3 separate regions of the Bos taurus genome follow, and all the other regions are linked to region 3. The links are chromatin contacts, called in public Hi-C maps. All regions are on one chromosome and are shown on one strand. Each heading gives the region's core, a stretch centred on a gene start, on an enhancer-like site or on the middle of the called end of the contact. The rest is flanking DNA. Distances are from core to core; before and after follow the strand shown.

What was found. A called contact is a pair of places that touch in the nucleus more often than the background predicts.
Region 1: a Hi-C map of liver shows a contact between it and region 3, with 2.8 times the contacts expected there. The contact joins two enhancer-like sites. A contact is called at or near these places in 2 of 11 Hi-C or Micro-C datasets (liver and skeletal muscle).
Region 2: a Hi-C map of skeletal muscle shows a contact between it and region 3, with 4 times the contacts expected there. The contact joins two enhancer-like sites. A contact is called at or near these places in 2 of 11 Hi-C or Micro-C datasets (liver and skeletal muscle).

Annotation. Positions count from the first base shown.
Region 1 is chr28:7,396,567-7,400,178 of ARS-UCD2.0, forward strand. It overlaps IRF2BP2 (interferon regulatory factor 2 binding protein 2), which reads right to left. Exons shown (of 2, transcript XM_024986931.2): 2 at 1,560-3,612. Among named protein-coding and RNA genes, the nearest start is that of IRF2BP2, 5.7 kb to the right of the region's middle. Within about 2 kb of position 1,330, at least 24 of the 102 cell types and tissues checked have an H3K27ac peak or open chromatin away from gene starts, as enhancers often do. A contact at or near this core is called in liver, where this site is marked.
Region 2 is chr28:7,505,348-7,508,547 of ARS-UCD2.0, forward strand. No RefSeq gene overlaps it. Among named protein-coding and RNA genes, the nearest start is that of IRF2BP2, 100 kb to the left of the region's middle. Within about 2 kb of position 1,559, at least 93 of the 102 cell types and tissues checked have an H3K27ac peak or open chromatin away from gene starts, as enhancers often do. A contact at or near this core is called in liver and skeletal muscle, where this site is marked.
Region 3 is chr28:7,840,332-7,843,570 of ARS-UCD2.0, forward strand. It overlaps LOC132344121 (a long non-coding RNA gene), which reads left to right. Exons shown (of 3, transcript XR_009493236.1): 2 at 1,822-1,987; 3 at 3,177-3,239. Among named protein-coding and RNA genes, the nearest start is that of MIR2402, 5.4 kb to the left of the region's middle. Within about 2 kb of position 1,315, at least 61 of the 102 cell types and tissues checked have an H3K27ac peak or open chromatin away from gene starts, as enhancers often do. A contact at or near this core is called in liver and skeletal muscle, where this site is marked.

The DNA of each region.
Region 1 (3,612 bases), core at 80-2,579, 440 kb before region 3:
ACACCCGTTTTTATTGAATTGTAACCAGTTGTAATCAGTACTATTGCTGTCAGAGGCCTAAGCAGTGGCACTGAAGGAGTTAAACAACGTCCCCACTCCCACCTCACCACCCCCCACCCCCATTTCTAGAACCCCAGATGATGAAGTAGGCAAATCTGTATTCCATTCATTGTGCCTCTGCCCTTGGTCTGTGACAGAGGAAAGGCGTGTCCTCACCGTTCCCTATGAAGAAAAGGCAAGCAAATAAGGGTGACTCAGTACTTCCAGTGGCCTACACACGACTGAACATTTTTCTGAATGATTCCACGTATACACTTTGGAATCAGGAAGAGAAACATTCTAGTCTTCACTAACCAAATAAAACCATCTATAAATCATACGTAAAACAAGTTTGAGTAACGGGGGGACTTAAAAAGTCTAGGAATTAAAAGGAGCTCCATGTTTTCCCTTCAATTTTTTCCCAGCTTTGGGGAATAAACAAAGACATCTGCCACATCAAGGGGTCAGATTGGTGTTTTTTTAAAAAAACTGGAAACAATGCAATCATCACAGTTTACTTTGGGAGGCGCTTTTCAAATTATAAAAATGACTTCTGCAAGCTGCACTATTTTCAGTTTCACTGAAAATAAAATTTAGCACCTTTAAGAAGACTAATAGTTTAGCAGTTCTTTTAAGCTTATTAAATGGAACATCACAGTGTGTATTATAATCTAGAAATAACTTATTAAGGATACTGTTTCTTTAAAATGCCCTTAAATAGGCTAATTAAAAATTCATTAAAATGCATGGACTCCTGAAGTTACTGGGCCACCTCTAACTATGCATTAACTGTTGCTGTTTAATTTAAAACATATAGTAAGTCTATGTGTACCTGATCTTAAACACTGTAGTAAGTTTCACAAGTTCCTTTTGTAGAGAAGTCTGCCAAGCCATTAATCAATACGAGTAAAAGCTGCAAACATCTAGGAAATTTCTTACTATGTGATAGTAGACAGGAGTTTGTTAAAAATATCTTTATCTCGGTGCTTTCCACCTTTTATCTCCATTTATAAATTTAAGTTTCAGAGCATCACACATGGCTTTGGCTCGTGACTTTATTCTAAAGCTTTCCAAAAGGTAGGCTTTTTTCTTTCTCTTTTGTCTGCAGTGAATTTTCTCTGGCCCAACATCGCTGTTTTCTTCCACTGCTTTCCAGTGAGCAACTCCGTGTCTTGACAGTCTTTTCAATGTCATCACTATCTTCTCTTTCCAATCTACTATTGCAGAATGGCAGGCTGAACTGCAAGTTGAAAAGTAAATAAGTGCTCTTCTGGCTGTACTTTGTTCAGCTCTTCTCTTTATCTGCTTCCCTATCCAGTTGCCCTTTCCCCAGTCCCTAGCACTTTCTTCCGCCTTCCATCAGTTGCCTTTTTGTTCCATGTCTTTTATCTCCTCCCTTTCTCCTGCTGGTTCAGTCAAACCCCAACCCCAAACCCACACATCCTCTGGTCACATTGCCACTGGTGATTAAAACAAGAGCCACTCTAAGCTTAAACAATTAAAAAAGGCCTCAGAAAATGTTCAGTGCTCCCAATTTTATTTTTATTTAATGCTAAAAGTTAAAGAAAAAAAAAAGTACTGTAAATCTGACAAATGACAGAATGCAGGTGATATTTCCATAGCGTGATTTTAAAATAATGTTGATATCTGAGATTACACTCACTTTAGTTGACATGAGTTTCATCATATATAGAAAAAGTATCACCTTCAACTTAAAAAAAAAAGTAAAGGTTAAAAGGTGGCACACTTTTAAAATACTTGGTGGCCAAGGAAAGGTATCTAGTAATAAAGTTGTAAACCATGTGTACGTTCTTATAACTTTTAATGTGAGGCCACATGAAAGACAGTACATCTGTTAAATTCTATAAATTGTTAAAGCAAAAAAGGGGAAAGCTTCAACACCCCATCCCCTAATATTCTGAGTATTAAAAGCACAGCTGAAATATTAGGATTTGAAATCTGATACTGCCCATGTACAGTAAGTAGCTTTCTGACATCTTTATCCAGCTGTGGAGAATCTCTGCACTGTCCTCAGTACAACAAAGAATCAAACCCATGTCCCAGTGCTAACTTTTTAACTTCAGAAAATGCCAGAGAAATAACCCAGACCAACACTTTTCCAGCTGCAAGCCTTCTATAAGGCCACCCAAGGGCCAGTCGGACTCTTATTTTTTAATAGGAGTAAACTCAACATGCAGCCCTTTAAAGCTGTTTAAATTCTCCCTCTTGAACACCAGCACAGAGAAACCATAGGTTGTCTTTTCCACAGCTGGAGAGACTTATTCAAAACAGCAGGATGGTTCTTTATTAATCTTTTGGAAAGCTTATCTGTATAAAGATTGCAAAACATACAGATAGCTACCACAAATTAGGTCAAATGACTGATCAACTTGTAACGTCTATGAGGTCAAACTCCAGTTTATAGTAAAGTGCCTAGATACACATTTATACAACAGACCATAATAAATTGAATTCTTTACAAATGTCTTTATGGGCATGTAAAATCGACTGTGTTTCTGCATGTGTGCATTTACATAAGAGAAACCAGTCTGATCTGAGTCATAGATATTCCAATTTTTAAAAAAAAGTGTAACAACAAACTGGTTAATCATGCAAGTCTGTTTGTAATATAACAATGACCGGTAACATGAATTTGCACAGCATTAATAATAGGTGCACTCATTAAAAACACCATGAAAAAAATACTGTATTTGGTGCAGTATCTGATTTTCAAGTGTTAATAACTCGACCATTAAAAAATATTTGAGCAATTTAAAAAAGAAAGACAAAAACACAACTGAAAAAGTTAATCCAAAGTGGGTAACAATCTGTATTTTCAAAGTAAAAGCTCGGTTGTGAACCATACACACAAGTTGTAGACCTCGAAGCCATGATTCAGCCTAATTATAGGGCCAAGTTACAAACACCTGAACATAAAAGGATTTAAAGTAGTGTAGTGTTCCTGTCAATGTTAAATCATAACAGCACAAAAGAAAAACCAGTATCACTGTGAGACAACTATTTCTAATAACTGATGATTTATTGGTTTAAAAAAATCATTTTACTGATGCAAAATAGTGATCAAAAGAAATTAGTTTACAAAAGGCTTCTAAAAATAGTTTGAGAGGTGGGGCCTGTCTATCATGTAAAACTGTTTCTTTAATTTTTGCTAGTTTATCATTTTTGTCCAGAAGAACAGTATTATTCACTTGGTATTTCAAACGCACGTGAGAAAGAAATGACAGGTTTCCTCCACCACATCTGGGCTGTCACCGATGTGCCCACGGGCGGTCCTGGCAGCACCTCCACTGTTACTGTCATTGTGCCATCCTGTATTTAGCACTCACTAGGGACAGGGTGTAGGTGATCACATCAACAGCAACAGCGCTACGGGTAAACGATAAAACAACAAAACACCAAACGGAAACGAGACCAATCCCACAATCTCCAGTTCACCTGGACTGTAACTTCTTTTCAATTCTTTTCAAAGGAAACGACCACAGCAACGACAGACAGAGCTCCAGGGGGTTTCAAAAGATCAAGTGGCGCTGCAGAGCCAGGCTCCATGCAAAG
Region 2 (3,200 bases), core at 309-2,808, 330 kb before region 3:
CCAGAGCCTTCTATCCCTGTGATGACAGTCACCCAGCTGGAGGATTGTTTTTCCTTACAGAAATGTGATTGGCCCGAATCTAGAGGGTCCATATTCCCCAGGCTTTCTTCGCTGAATCAAATGCAAAGGGCTGAAGAAGGCAAAAGCTACATGTCGGCCTTGAAACAAACAAAGAAGCAAACCCCAAGACATCCTAGTTGGATCTGAACTTGAATTCACCTAGTAGAAGGTGAATTGCTATTTTAGGTAGTCCTTGAGACACCACCAACAATCCAGAAATGAATTTGCACTGAGATTCCTCCTTAAAGATTTCATTAAAAGTGAAAATTAAAAAAAAAAAAGATGGTGAACATCCAACGAAGCCTGCAGATGTGCCGAAGGAGGACAGAGGAGTCCAGCCCCAGCTCCTCATACCAATAGATCTGATTCTGCCTATTTAATCATCAGGAGAGGGGGAACCCTCTCCTCTGCAAAAGCCAGCCTGTCCTCAAGCATTCCTGCCCCACCCACAGGTGGGGGAGCCTCCCTGCAGACCCAGGATGCCGGTCGAGTGTCCGGTGGTAGGAAGTTGTCTGCACCCTGCCCCTGTGTGGCCATAATGAGCCCATTTCAATTGAAATGAGATCAATACTACTCATTTTTTTCTTGCTGGCTCCCGAGTGATTCATGAATCTGAAAACTAGTTCATGAATCAGAGTGGGGGGGGGGGGCAGGGCGGGGGCGGGGGAACACTTGTGCAGTCAGCGAACCTCGATTCCTTTCATGAACCCAGACAGTTGCATAACGCTTGCCTGCCTGCTGGTTGAAACCAGCCTTTTCGGAAGCAGCTTTTGGCTTCTACTTGTTCACCTCTTCTCTTTCTTGAAAGGGAAAGAATGACCCTCGGTGCTGCTTGTGTGTGTGTCTGTTTGTCTCGGGGGGTATCTCCATACCCTTTGTCTGTGTAGCCCAGTGGGTGTGTGTGCCTGTGGGTGTGCGCATGCAATAGTCTTTGTGTGCACATCGTGTGTTTGTGCGTGTGTGTGTGTGTGAACCAGTAACGTATGACTAGCCGCGGGCCCTTTAAACCTGAATGGCAGCCAAGTTCATTTCTCAGCGGTGCTTGGTAAGGAAGCACGAGATGGGGCAGTTGGAAACCACAGCCCTGCAAGTGCTGATTACAGCCTGCGAAGGAAAATGAGATTTTTATCTCACAGGAATTCAGTTATAAAAATAAAATACAACGTCTGGCTTGATTCAGCGAAATGGACAAGCGCCGGGGCGTGTGTGCATTTCACAGAGATGCCGGACAAGAAGCATGACCTCAAACAGTGCGCTTCGAGCAAGTCAGAGGAGGTTGGGGGGGCGGCTACAGGAAGGAAGTGGGAGTGGAGGTGTGTGTGTGTGTGAGAGATGGAGGGAGAGAGGGGGGTGGGAGGAGAGAGAGAGAAAAACCACCCTGCTGGCAAATGAGTGCAGCGAGGATGATGTCATTGGAAACAGTTGGAGGAGAGGGAAGAAAAACAACTCAGAGCTGGGCTAATCCTGTTTGCTGCCCTGAAGGGAATGGAAGGCAGCCAAGGCAGGGAGTTCTGGGAAACCATATAAGGGTGCCAAGCAGGCTTTGCCGCCAACATTAGGAACTGACAGCTTTGTTCTTTGTAACTTGGCTGCCCGCCAGAGGCCTCATTTCAGCTCTGCAGCATGATTACCCTGGACGGCCGCCAGCCCTGCGCTGAGAGCTCCTTTTCTTCTCCCCGAGCTTTTTTTTTTTTTTTTCCCTCTTTCCCTTTGCCAAACATGCAGCAGTTACCATGGCAGTCGAAAGTAAAGTTTAAAAAAAACACAACAAAGTAGGGAGGCACGCCTTCACCCAGATGTGCCAAGAAGCAGAGAGAAAAGGCAGTTAACCTAGTCGTCGGGCCTCTGACTGCAGGAGAGAACACGGAGGCTGACTGTCAAGCCCCGGGGAGGTGACTCCAGGATAAACAGAGGACCTGGCCTGGCTGTTGACAGAGAGGGGCTGGCTCCCAGGCCCTGTTTGCCTTCTCTTTCTCTCTCTCTTTTCCTGAGGCATTGTGGAGTGCGTCATGTGAAACGGAAAATGTCATGATTTCCACTGGGAATGTGTCCACGGTTCTGAGAAAGCTCCAGAAACCCCGGTCCACCAGGCACTAAAGGGAGCAGGAAGGCGGGGAGAGGGTGTGGACCGTCGCAGTGGTCCCCAGTCACTGAGGCAAACCCAGTGAGGGTAGGTGGCCAGCGGCCACGGCTGAGGGGCTCTGCTGGTGGCTGTGCTGGGCGCCGGAGTGTTGCAGGGGAGGGCACTGGGGGATTTGGTGCAGTTGAGACCCCAGCCCCCAGAGTCCCAGAGGGAACCCAAAAGCCACGGCCGGTCCTTTGTGCCACTTGGAGGAGACCCACGGTTTTGCTTTACAAGGGGACTCTGTGATGAGTCCGGTGTCGCTATTTTTAACCAGGTTCAGTTCCCACCTGCTTGGAAAGTGGAACATCTCCTGGGAGGTGACACATCGTGACCATCGGCAAGTCTCCAGGCAGAGAGCTGCCAGGTTACATACAAGTGGGACTTGGTTGCCAGCCACCACCCCCCGCCCTGCCCAGAGCAAAATCTGACATCCCCACCCCCGATGCTGGGAAGGGCCTCTTCTGGTTCTAGAAGTTTCTGCCACAAGGACCAACTTGGCCGTTTCCTGGCTCCTTTATTTGGAAGAAGGCAAGGCCACAGCAGGGGCTGCTCTCACATGCCTGCGGAGGCCTCACTGTGAAACAGCTGACCATTTCCTTCCGACGCCCACCCCACCCCATCCCCAGGCCCTCTGAAAGGGGCATTCACTTTCAGGAGCACACGTGACCACCTCCTCGGTCCAGGGATGAAAGCAAAGGTGTCTGGGAGGACACAGCCCAAGGTTGGGTGGGGAGAAGCTCCAGGAGGGTCCCACTGTCCCTATTCCTTGCCTCCTGCTTTTACCAAGGCCAGGCTGTCTTTCTCCGGCAGCCACATAAGGCTCCCTGGGAGGTTGGGAGCTTTGTCTTTTGGCAGGAATTCCCGAGGCAGGGTGACTCGGGCTCCTTAGAGGGCACTTACCCTCACCCATCCCTGTGGGCAGAAGCCCCACACCTGGCTGCCACCCTGGCCCCCAGCCCCCACGTACCCTGGCTGCCACCCCTGAGGAGGACACGGCCAAGGGAGAGCTAGAGTG
Region 3 (3,239 bases), core at 65-2,564:
ACTCACTGGCCTGAGGCAGGCCTTATGAGGCACGCCTTAATGAGGATGACCATAACCTGCACCCTCGCTCTCCCGGGGGGTGACTAATTCATTAATCCTGGGAAGGCCCTTTGCAGAGGACAGGCAGGGTATTACTCATGGGACTGAAGGCAGGCACCTGACCCAGTCTGGGCCTGAGTCAGCAGAGAGACCTCCCACCTGCAGGCAGGCTGGGCAAGCTGGCTGGGCTCCCTGCTCAAGGTCAGGGTTGGCCAAGGGGAGGGGTGTGGCCAGCACGCCTCCATGGAGTTTGGGAACCATGTCTCATGGGCGTTTGCATGGTTGAATAAGCCTTCAAATGACTCTGCCAAGAGGCCAGCACACCTTGAGAATATCAGTCAAGACAGGATTTCCTGGTCATTGTTAGGGGAAAATGCTTTTCTCAGAGCGAATTCCTCCCAAGAAATGTTGTTTTCGTCTCCCCTGAGGGGGAAGCGAGCTGAGGCAGCAGCGCCTGGCAGCCTGGGGGACCTGAGATAGGTGGGCAGAGGTGGGGACAGCTATGTTTTCTCTCCTCCAGCTCTTGGTCCTCTCTGTCTGCGCCCTACTCACATCTCACAGGAAGAGGAAATGGCAGCCAGAACTGGGAAGCAAGGGTCAAAATCAGTGCACGAGGGCGAGGGTCGCTCAGGACTGCACCCCGCCTACCCTTGACCCAGTGGAGGGGGTTCTGACACAGCGGCAGCTCAGAAGCCAGGAACAGAAAGCCTTTGAGTGGCCAAGTTGACGCCAAGATTCCACTGCCGAGAGCCCGTTTCCTGCACTCTGCACATTCTTCCCCCGCCCCGTTCCCCCTTCCAGCACCTTCTTCCAGTGACCCTGCTCCACGCTGCCTCTGTGCATGCAGCCCTAGTTTCTTTTTCCTTCTAGAACACAAGTCATGCGACCAGAAGGATTGCAGGCACTTCTGCTTTCTCTTTTAGGCCCCCAGGTCCTTATAAGTCTTTCATGGCCCTTGCCACTTCCCTAGATTGCCTGAAACTCTAGAGGGCCACCCCGCCACCATACACAGAATGATAAAGATGCAAAAACAGGATGGACAGAGGGGACCCTGAGGGCAGAAAAGGAGGCAGTGGGGCTACTCATCTTTGCAGGCAGCCAGGGACGGACAGGGCGGACTGGGTTGGGGGCAGAGCAGCAGGAACAGGCTATGAAATGATTTTGTTCTGTTCTGTTTGGAAGGAGGTGGGTGGAAATGACAGTTTGGAGAGGATTAGAATGAGGGAAAACGGTTGCAGGGGAGGAAGCCTCTTTTCTCCAGTTCTAACAGTGCCATCAAGTGGCTGCGCGAGCAGGCGCAGGGCAGAGGCGCAGGGTAGAGCCTCTGGACAGCCCCCGCGAGCCCTGTGGAGAGAGGAGCTGCGGGACTTTCAAAGGGCGCCCAGCTGAGGACCGGGGGCCGGCCTCCAGCCTCGTAGCCAAACCCCTTTCCCTAGAATGGTTTGCAAGGACAGGGCCAAGAGATCTCCCCAAGTGCACCCTTAAAAACCCGTGGAGGGACTTCCCTGGTGGTCCAGTGGCTAAGACTCTGCAGTCCCACTGCAGGGGTCTCGGCTTCAATCCCTGGTCAGGGAATGAGATCCCACATACTCCAACTAAAGATTCCACATGCCATAGGAAGATCAGAGATCCAGTATGCTGCGATGCCACCAAATAATAAATAAACAGAGAAAATATAAATGGTGTTTCCCGAAGGACAAATAAGATGAGCTTCTTTTTAAAAAATAAAATAATCCACATGGATAGGGGCGACCAAGCTTACCAGGTTCCTGCTTCATTTAGCTTCTGCCTACACACACACCGGCGTCATCTGGAGGTGTTATCCCACGAGAGGCACCAAAGCACATTTGCAACCGGAAAAGCGGTCAGTGGCCAGAGCAAGCCTATCTGGGCCATCAGACCCTCGTCCATGTTCAAGGGAGAAGGATGCTGAGCAAGACGAGGCAAGGTGAGCACACCTAGGGAAACCTAATCAGACTAAACTTCCAGCTCAGGGCACAAATCTCCTGGCATTTCACTTAACTGTAGTTGCTTTCTTTTTTTTTTTCTTTTTCAACCCTGTAAATCAAAATCAATTTGGCTTAGAACTCCACAAATTGCTTTCTTTCCAAAGAGAGGCATTTTACTAAAATAGGAGACTTTGCCAGCCGTTGTGTGTTTGGTACCTGGGATCAAGGAGCAAGTGGAATTTCGTAAGAACGTTCCCCCAGGAGTCTGGGCTCTTGATGCTCATCACACCCTGACGCTGAGCTGCTGTGAACCTCCGAGGCGCTAGCTTCTGTGCTCAGCTGCATCCGGCTCTTGTGACCCCATAGACTGTAACCCGCCAGGCTCCTCTGTCCATGGGATTCTCCAGGCATGAATACTGGAGTGGGTTGCCATGCTCTCTTCCAGGGGGTCTTCCCCACTCGGGGATCGAACCCAGCTCTCCTGCATTGCAGGCAGATTCTTCACCGTCTGAGCCTGTTCTATGAAAACAGGAGATACAGTTAGATCCACAGTTTTCAAAACTCACTCCTCAGCACTAACAGAAGGAGATCAATTTGGTGGGACTTTGGTTACCATCTCCTTTACCAGAACAACTCGGCCTCTGTCCATTTTTTTCATCGTTGGCTGCTAGGCAAGATCTTACAGACAAGCAAAAGTTAGGAGAATTCAGCACCACTAAATCAACTTTACAACAAATGCTAAAGGAACTTCTCTAAGCAGGAAACACAAGAGAAGGAAAAAAAAAAAAACTACACAAAATAAACCAAAACATTTAAGGAAATGGTAATAGGATCCTACATATTGATAATTACCTTAAATGTAAAAGGATTAAATGCACAAAAGACAGAATGACTGGGCAGATGAAAACATGTGCCTGGATGCACTTCCACTCACCACATCTCTCTGCTTGGCCCCCGAATCACTTGTAATTATTTTATATTGTTAGTTTAATCATGTTTCCACTATGGCTTGCAACTGTAATGAATTTTTATTTTTTGTCTGGCTATTGATTGTGAAAACTGATAAACATCTTCTACAATTAAAAAAAAAAGATCTTATATGATCAAAGGGTTCCACAGTGCCATAGCCAATTTTTTTAATTTTTCATTTTATTTTACTTTACTTTTTATTTTATTTGGCTGCACCAGTTCTTAATTGTGGGATGCGGAATCTTGTTCTGCAACCTAGGATCAAACCCAGACTCTCCACGT